Linked DNA regions of Ovis aries: region 1 is linked to region 2. A link is a contact called in public Hi-C data. All regions are on one chromosome and are shown on one strand. Each heading gives the region's core, a stretch centred on a gene start, on an enhancer-like site or on the middle of the called end of the contact. The rest is flanking DNA. Distances are from core to core; before and after follow the strand shown.

The links. A called contact is a pair of places that touch in the nucleus more often than the background predicts.
Region 1: a Hi-C map of liver shows a contact between it and region 2, with 2.9 times the contacts expected there. The contact joins the promoter of MT3 here to the enhancer-like site in region 2. A contact is called at or near these places in 9 of 16 Hi-C or Micro-C datasets (liver, mixed tissues, muscle and 4 more).

What each region holds. Positions count from the first base shown.
Region 1 is chr14:23,541,897-23,546,762 of ARS-UI_Ramb_v3.0, forward strand. It overlaps MT3 (metallothionein 3), which reads right to left and starts at 1,581. Exons shown (of 3, transcript NM_001009755.1): 1 at 1,551-1,581; 2 at 1,255-1,320; 3 at 338-438. The coding sequence starts at 1,581. The coding sequence ends at 338. All of the region lies in intron 1 of BBS2 (Bardet-Biedl syndrome 2), which reads left to right.
Region 2 is chr14:23,430,220-23,435,045 of ARS-UI_Ramb_v3.0, forward strand. No RefSeq gene overlaps it. Among named protein-coding and RNA genes, the nearest start is that of TRNAG-CCC, 45 kb to the left of the region's middle. Within about 2 kb of position 1,537, at least 8 of the 54 cell types and tissues checked have an H3K27ac peak or open chromatin away from gene starts, as enhancers often do. A contact at or near this core is called in liver, where this site is marked.

The sequences.
Region 1 (4,866 bases), core at 331-2,830, 110 kb after region 2:
TTGACTTGGCAGGAGGGTCATGTGCCATCTGAAGGTGGGAGGATGTCCTCCCAGTCCCAGAAAGACCAGTGGCCAATCTCCCGATTTTATCTTCCAGCTGGGCAGTTCTTCTGATGAGGCTCCTTCCACCCACCCCCCCCAACCCCCACCCCCACCCTGGCGTCCTTCCCCTTTAAGAAGAGACCAGTCCTTGGCTAATGCCATTCATAGGATTTATTGTCACTTGCCAGTGGCTTGCAGGGAAGGGGACACACTGCTGGGCCTCACCACAGGGCAGGTGGCACTGGGCCACCCTGCACTATTCACACACGTTTCACACGGGACAGTGGGCACGTCCTCACTGGCAGCAGCCGCACTTCTTCTCCTCAGCTTCGGCCCCCTCTCCACCTTTACACACACAATCCTTGGCACATTTCTCGCACTCTGCGGGGCAGCAGCCTGCAGATAAAATGGGGAACGCCCAGTCTGATGGCCTGTCCTCCCCCACCTGTCCCCACCAAAAGGAGGGGGAAAGGAGGGCTGCCAGAGGGCACTGCCCCCCACTTCCTAGTCTTACACCTGGGTTGGCTCAGCATCTCTGGTGTGTCAGCTACACACCGGGCTCCCATGGGGGAAGGGTCCACAGTAACTAGCCCACAACCCCATCTATGAGCCCAGGAGCCCCGGGGATGGTGGAGTGAGGCCGACACTAGGGGGAACCAGGCCTTAGGGAGAAAACATCCAGGGGAAATGACCTTGAAGGATGAACCTGTCGGGGCAGAAATGGTGCAAGTGTAGGGGTCAGGAGATTCGTGGAGGGCGTACGCCTAGTGTAATTCACAAACAAGGGCGCCTTTCCCCTGCGTATTGCACTGCTTTGGGGGAGATTCAGGGGAGGTAAAATTGAGGGGATCCACAAAGGCCAAGAGGGCCCAAGGGACCCCAACTCCAGAGCTAACCCCCGGCCTCACTCATGTTTCCCCAGGCGTTGGAGATCTGGAGGGAAGCGGTGGGCTCAGGAGAGCAGTTCTGTATCCTAACTGCCCATTAGAACCTTCCGGGAATCCACAAACAATTGCCTGGGCCCAAGGTAACAATCACTGAAGGAGGGCCTGCAACTGAGTCTTCAGGCCTCTGGGTGGTTCTTTTCCCGTTAGAGTCAACTCAGTGTCACAGCCGGCAGAGGGGCCGCTCCGTGCCTACTGCCTACGTGGACAGGCGTGGTGCTCGGGGGAGGACGGGTAGGGGGGCGCACAGAGGGGTCCCCGCACTCACTCTTCTTGCTGGAGGCACATGTGCAGCCCTCGCACTTGCAGGAGTCGGAGCAGGTGCAGGAGCCGCCTGGGGGAGGGGGGCACAAGATGGGTTAGAACTCGGGGTGGGGCCAGGCCTAAAAGAAGACGCGGTACTCAGCCTCAGTGCCCTTGGGGATATAGCCATGCCCATCCTTCAAGAAATTCAAAATGGGAAATAAGGGTCCCTTCCCGCAAACGTCCTTGAGCAAAGGCGTAGGATTCTTTGCAAGTAAAGGGGCGCGCGGTGCCGCAGGTGGGGCGGGGGCGGGGGCTCACCAGTAGGGCAGGGGCAGGCCTCAGGGTCCATGCCGGAGAGGAGCGACCACCGAAGGAGGCGAATCGGCTTCTAGGGCAATTGGATGCACTGGCGGCAGCAGGTGGCGAGACTTTTATAGCCCCAGGCGGGGGCGCGTTGGCACAGCCCTCTAGGCGCGCGCGCCTCCTCTCTCCATCCGGGAGCACAAGTCGGCGCGGAGGCGCGCATTGCGGCCGCGCTCCCCGCACCCCTGCCGTGTGTCCCGCTGCAGTGTGCACAGCCGGGTGCGCGCGCAGTCACGTACTTCCCACCATGTGCACGGGGAGCACTCCCCGCCCGCCTGTCCGCCCTTGTCCACCGCTGCAGCCGCCACCTCGCAGAAAGTGCTCACTTCCCGCCTCTGGAGGCAGAGGGAGAGCAAAAGGCTTTTTTATTTCCCAGCCCTTTCCTGCTTCTCATCCTCTCCACCGCCGTTATCCCTTATTCTGGGATTCCCAGGGTGCGCTGAGTCATTCCGCTGCTCCAGGACTCCCTGTTTGATGGGGAGAGAACACACCCCGCCCCCACCCAAGGGCCCTCACAAACTGTCTTGGGAAGGACCTGCTCTGGGAGCCCTGCAGCACAGGACTGGGGTGACCAGCGGGAGTTTTGGGGGGAGGGATGGTGATGCTAGGTGGCTGCATCTCAGCTTCAGAGGGAAGCCTCTCTCCTTTTATCTGTTCCTTCTGCTGAGTTTCTCAGAGACCCTTGCGTGTGTGTTTGGCTGAAAACTGGCCCCTCAAGAGATATCAATGTCAAATCCTAGAATCTGTGGTTATTACTGTATTTGGAAAGGAGGGCTTTGCAGATGTAATTAAATTAAAAATCTTGAGATGAGATCATCCTGGATTATCCACATAGGCCCTAAATCCAGTGATGAGCATGCTTAGAAGGTCCACAGAGATGAGAAGAGGAGGGGGCGATGGGACCATTGGAGCAGAGACTGGAGTGATGGGGCAGCAGCCACAGAAGCTGGACACAGAACAGTCCACGTCCTTTGTTACAAGACTGGGTCCTCACTCAGCAAGTCAGCACACTTAATCCCTAGGAAATGGAGGAGCAAAGGACAGCATTAGACAACTGGCCAAGGGTTACAGAAGGAGGAGAAAGGGTTGCTGATGGTGTTTCAGAAAGGGCAGCCACATGGTGACCTACCCCCCGCCCCCGCCCAGCCCCGAACACGGGGAGGCCTCACTTCTGCTTATAGTGTAAGCACCTTTCACATGGTTGTATTGGGCCTCACAGAGGCAAGGCTCATCTAGAGACCGTAAACAAAACAAAACTTTTCCCAGGAACCCTGCATTAAGGGGCTTCCTCGGTGGCTCAGCAGTTAAAGAATCTGCCTGCAATACAGGAGATGTGGGTTCAATCCCTAGGTTGGGAAGATCCCCTAGAGGAGGAAATGGCAACCCACTCCAGTATTCTTGCCTGGAAAATCCCATGGGCAGGGGAGTCTGTTGGGCTTCAGTCAGTTCAGTTCAGTTGCTCAGTCGTGTCAGACTCTTTGCGACCCCATGGACTGCAGCATGCCAGGCTTCCCTGTCCATCACCAACTTCCGGAGCTTGCTCAAACTCATGTCCATAGAGCTGGTGATGCCATCCAGCCATCTCATCCTCTGTCATCCCCTTCTCCTCCTGCCTTCAATCTTCCCCAGCATCTGGGTCTTTTCCAGTGAGTCCGTTCTTTGCATCAGGTGGCAAAGTATTGGAGTTTCAGCTTCAGCATTATTCCTTCCAATGAATATTCAGGACTAATTTCCTTTAGGATTGACTGGTTTGATCTCCTTGCAGTCCAAGGGACTCTCAAGAGTCTTCTCCAACACCACAGTTCAAAAACATCAATTCTTCAGCGCTCAGCTTTCTTCACAGTCCAGCTCTCACATCCATACATGACTACTGGAAAAACCATAGCTTTGACTAGATGGACCTTTGTTGGCAAAATAATGTCTCTGCTTTTTAATATGCTATCTAGAGCACCCCCACTCCAGTACTCTTGCCTGGAGAATCCCATGGATGGAGGAGCCTGGTGGGCTGCAGTCCATGGGGTAGCTAAGAGTCGGACATGACTGAGCGACTTCACTTTCACTTTTCACTTTCCAGCATTGGAGAAGGAAATGGCAACCCACTCCAGTGTTCTTGCCTGGAGAATCCCAGGGACAGGGGAGCCTGGTGGGCTGCCGTCTATGGGGTCGCACAGAGTCGGACATGACTGAAGCGACTTAGCAGCAGCAGCAGCAGGTTGGTCATAGCTTTTCTTCCAAGGAGCAGGCGTGTTTTAATTTCATGGCTGCAGTCACCATCTGCAGTAGTTTTGGAGCCCAAGAAAATAAAGTCTGTCCTGTTTCCATCATTTTCCATCCATTTGCCATGAAGTGTTGGAACTGGATGCTATGATCTTAGTTTTCTGAATGTTGAGTTTTAAGCCAACTTTTTCCTCTCTTTCACTTTCATGCATTCCAAGGATGCTATAGTCATGGGATTGCAAAGAGTTGGACTTGACTTAGCAACTACACAACGACAACCTGTTGCCTCCTCAAGAATGGAAGTGCCTCCACAAGTCCTCCCAAAGAGACCTGATCACCTCTCACACCCAACTTCCACTTTTTAAAAAAGAAATACTGGGATAGGCTGGCACCTGGGACTCTCTACCAGAGTGCTTGCCCTGGACAAATGTTTCTTCATTTACAAAGAGACTGTATGAAACTATAAATAACCATGCATGCACATTTGAGGCAATTAGGAACAATGAGATACAGGAGGGCCACAAACTGCCATTTTCGAGGTGCTCAGAGCAGATGCCCTGGAGGAGGGCTTAACCCACTCCAGTACTCTTGCCTGGAGAATCTCATGGACAGAGCAGCCTGGCGGGCTAAAGTCCATGGGGTCGAAAAGAGTCAGACACGACTGAAACAACTCCGCACACAGCAAAACCAAGGCACTGTGCATGATCCCTGCGCACAGCACACCTAAGCCACCCCTCTGGCCCAACCAGAGCCACCCCTAACTTCATCCATTTAAGGAACCAGCCCACCTCCTGGGAGAACGAGCAAGGACACCCGTTTCTTATTTTCACTACCTCATGCTGCAGCCTGAACCCAATAAAGCCTTGCCTGGCCTCTTATCAATTTCTCTTGATTAAAGGGTCAATATCTGTGGAGGATTTGCAGCCCTCCCGCTTTGGAGGTGGTCCTGAGGCTGCTTCCCAGGAAGATGGAGCGACTGAGACTCGCCAGGAGAGGCCAGGCCCTAGTCCGCTCCCCCCTGGCAAAGCTGAGCCTCTTTTAAATCGGAGCTGGA
Region 2 (4,826 bases), core at 287-2,786:
AGCATCATTCCTTCCAAAGAAATCCCAGGGCTGATCTCCTTCTGGTTAGATCTCCTTGCAGTCCAAGGGACTTTCAAGAGTCTTCTCCAACACCACAGTTCAAGGACCTGACAACTGTTGGTAGTCCCTAAGCCCCAGAGCATGGGAGGGTGGGGGCGAGGAGCTGGCTAGCTCCTTCACCCTGCCTCCCACCAACCAAGATAAAGTTCTTACCTGCAATTCCTCCGTCCTTCCTCTGCCTCTGACACACCTAGTGCTTTGCCTTGTGCCCACCAGGTGGCGTCAGCCCCCTCCTCTGGGGAACTGGGAGTAACAAAACCCCATGGGAGTAACAAACTAGCTCTTAAATAGCAGTTGGCTCTTGATCCATGGACTTTATCACACCTCAGAGTGTCTATTAATACACCGCATGTTAGAACAACTTCTTTATTTATGAATCCCCCCCTTGTTTTTACTTTGCCCATTCCATGCACTTTTAAAAATAACCCATTTCAATCTCACAACAGTCCAATGACAACCCAGTGGTCACTCCCATTTTAGATGGGCAAAACTGAGGCACAGCAAAGGGACATCCCCTGAGTAAGAACACACACCTACTAAGTGTTGAGCCAGATGGGAACCCACACATCCTGGTTCCAGAATCGATAATAATATTCTGGTGAGCCACTCTCCATAATTTGGCCTCATCCATACTAACAATCGGGGCTTCCCTGGTGGCTTAGATGGTAAAGAATCCACCTGCAATGCAGGAGATGAGGGTGCAATCCCTGGGTTGGGAAGATCCTCTGGAGAAGGAAATGGAAACCCACTCTAGTATCCTTGCCTGGAGAATCCATGGACAGAGGAGCCTGGCGGACTACAGTCCATGGTGTCGCAAAGAGTCAGACACGAGTGAGTGACTGGCGCACACACACATGCGCACACACACACTATACTAATAATCAAGAGGAAAATAGGAGATGCTCTCCCACATTCTCAACACCAAGGCAGGAGTTTAGCTGATTTTTCTCTGCACGTGTCATAGCCCGTGCAGCTGTGACTTGGGGTGTTTACCCTCCCCTGTGTCTCTTGAGGCCACCAGATTGGCTGAGTGCAAAACTCCAAGTCCAGAGGGCGTGCCGCTGCTAGGGAACATTTACCCTATATGCATCTCTGGCACCTTGCCCGGGCTAAATATTTCCAAACGTCACCCCGCTCTCTGCGCTTCAGGAGTACTCATTCCAAGCCGTGGAAGTGGAGAGCGAGGTCAGGATCAGAGCAAAGAGCCACAGTGCAGAAAGAGCGCAGCCCCTGTGGCTGCAGGTCTCTAGGAGTTTGGAGGGGCAATGCGGTCCCGTTCTCAGCTCTGCCCCCCTCCAGGTCCCGCCCTCTCCATCTCTGGCCCCAGCTCCTGCCCTCCCCACCCGCCTTCACCCTACCCCCACCCCTGGCCGCTTCTAAGATACTCTCCCCACGGAGTTTGCCCTCTTATACCAATATATTAACAGCCAGGACAAAAACTCTCCAATTACAGGTAACCAAAGACTCTTCAAACAACGGGTTTCATAAGTGTTTCTCCCTTCCTGGACTGTAACCTTCATGCTCTATGAGATTCCCAGGGCAGGCGCAAGCAGACAGAAGCCTTCAGCCAAGGGGAGGCTTTGGTCTGGGGTCCTCAGAACAACTGGAAAACTCTCAGAGTGACTCCTAGCCCCACAGATGCCAAGCTGGGGAATTAAGGGCAAACCTTTTCATTTCCCTGGGTTTCTATTTCCATGCACTTATTTAGAGCTCCATAGTCTTATTTTGGAAGCATCCTAAATTTCTTTCGGTCTCCCTTCTGATGCCTGAATTAACTTTACAGTGTTCCTGCCAAGTCTCAGCCTCCTGTTACACAACTCCAGGGTCAGGGAACTCATTACTTTTCCAGGCAAGGATCTTTGAAGAGAATGTCCTTACAGTAAAGGGACTCCATCTCTCCATCATCTTTGGCTCTAATTATTCATCCATCCATCCATTCCTCCATCCTTCCTTCCTTTTGTTCATTATTTCATTTATTCTCACTATGCTAAGTGTTATGGATTCAAAGATAAATCTCAGACATGTTCCTGTAAACTGGACTGGATCCTGAATTCTAGTTTCCTCAAATATCTGGCCATGACTCTCCAAACTAAAGCTTCAAGTGTTTTCCCCACCCTTCTAATTTGGAGTCACTAAGCACAAAGACTGCTCTTGGATCTCTTTGGAAGGGAACATTTTATATAGCGAGTTCTCCTCACTACCCAGATGACAGCCAAATATCACGGACTTAAACCTTGGGTCCTCATTTCTCAACTTCAAAGGACTCCTCTAAACTCTAGGAACTGCACACCAGCCAGAGACTTCAAAATTGAATGGACTAGGAAAAGTAGCTGATATTGAAGTAGACTACTTCCTGCCTTTGGACCCGGAAAGTTTCTTTCATTTCTCCTTCCCTAATTTACCATCTTTTCCTAATTCCTACACCATGAAGTTTTAAAAAATTTTTTTTAATTTAATTTTTAATTTTTTTAACCTTGTAAAAGATTTATTTCTTTGTGACTGTGCTGGGTCATTGTTGTTGCACACAGGCTTTCTCTCGTTGAGGTAGGCGGGGACTACTCTTTGGTTGTGGTACACAGGCTTAGTTGCTTCTTGGCATATGGGATCTTTCTGGACCAGGGATCGAACCTGTGTCCCTTGCGTTGGCAGGCGAATTCTTAATGACTGTACCGCCAGGGAAGCCCTATGATCTTTTGTCCACCTTTTGTCTTGTTCTGGCCTGGAAAGAGAATGCTGTTGTTTAGATATCTGACATTGCTGCTGCTGCTGCTGCTAAGTCGCTTCAGTCGTGTCCAATTCTGTGTGACCCCATAGACAGCAGCCCACAAGGCTCCCCCGTCCCTGGGATTCTCCAGGCAAGAACACTGGGGTGGGTTGCCATTTCCTTCTCCAGTGCATGAAAGTGAAAATTGAAAGTGAAGTTGCTCAGTCGTGTCTGACTTTTCACAACCCCTTGGACTGTAGCCTACCAGGCTCCTCGGTCCATGGGATCTTCCAGGCAAGAGTACAGGAGTGGGGTGTTATTGCCTTCTCCGATCTGACATTGCAAATAACAGTAGTGCAACTGACTCAGTCGGTTAAGAGTCAGCCTGCAATGCAGGACACCTGGCTTCAATCCCCAGGATGGGAAAGTCCCCTGGAGAAGGAAATGGTAATCCACTTCAGTATTCTTGCTTTGGGAAATCTCATGGACAGAGAAACCTGGGCTACAGTCCTTGATGTCACAAGAGTCAAACAGCTGAGCAACTAAACCTACCTAACCTCCAGATGACTGTTGGATTTGTTACGATGGTGGTGATTCTGTAGTTTTCCCTGTCACAAACTTATCCTGATTTCCAATGCCTCAGTTTCCCTGGAACAAACTCAGCCCCCTCTGTATTGTATCAGACAATCTGACCCGGGTTGGGGGGTGTCCATTTCCCTGTCTGATTTCCTGCCTCTGATCCCAAATTCTGTACAAAAAGACAGACTGAATAAATATGCCTGTGTGGTCTCCAGGCCCTCACATTTTCTTAACCTCCATGGGCGATGCCTTTCGAGCCCTGAGACACAGACTCGAGTGGGATTTATCAGGACACATTCATGATTCAATATTAGCTTCAGTGTCAGACTATTTTTTCGGGCTCCAAAATCACTGTAGATGATGATTGCAGCCATGAAATTAAAAGACGCTTACTCCTTGACAGGAAAGTTATGACCAACCTAGATAGCATATGAAAAAGCAGAGATATTACTTTGCCAACAAAGGTCTGTCTAGCCAAGGGTATGGTTTTTCCAGTGGTCATGTATGGATGTGAGAGTTATACTGTGAAGAAGGCTGAGCATCGAAGAATTGATGCTTTTGAACCGTGGTGTTGGAGAAGACTCTTGAGAGTCCCTTGGACTTCAAGGAGATCCAACCAGTTCATTCTAACGGAGATCAGCCCTGGGTGTTCTTTGGAAGGAATGTTGCTAAAGCTGAAACTCCAGTACTTTGGCCACCTCATGTGAAGAGTTGCCTCACTGAAAAAGACTCTGATGCTGGGAAGGATTGGGGGCAGGAGGAGAAGGGGATGACAGAGGATGAGATGGCTGGATGGCATCACCGACTTGATGGACATGAGTCTGAGTGAACTCTGGGAGTTGGTGATGGACAGGGAGGCCTGGCGTGCTGCAATTCATGGGGTCGCAAAGAGTCAGACATGACTGAGTGACTGAACTGAACTGAAGGCAGATTACTACTCTTCCAGGTAGTAAGTGCAAATGAGGCTATGATCAGGAACCTCTCCTCAACTGTTAAAAGTATTGCAGGATCTGGGGACTTCCCTGATGGTTTAGTGACTAAAACTGTGCTTCCAATGCACAGGGCCTGGGCTCAATCCCTGGTTAGTGAATTAGATCCCATATGCCACAGTGAAGAATAAATATTAAACAAACAAACAAACAAAGAGGGGATTGCAAGATCTTCTGCTAACGCTATGGCTGAAAGTCTGAAAGTGTTAGTCACTCAGTTGTGTCCGACTCTTTTTGACCCCATAGATTCCTCTGTCCATGAGATTCTCCAGGCAAGAATGCTGGAGTGCGTTGCCATGCCCTCTTCCAGGGGATCTTCCTAACCCAGGGATCAAACTTGCATCTCTTATGTCCCCAGCATTGGCAGGTGGGTTCTTTACCACTGGCACCACCTGGGAAGCCCCTACCCAACAAAAATCCTTAGGCTCTCTGAACAACTTGTTCTTGATAATAAAGTACCCACTGATTATCATTTATTTGAACAAATAGATGTC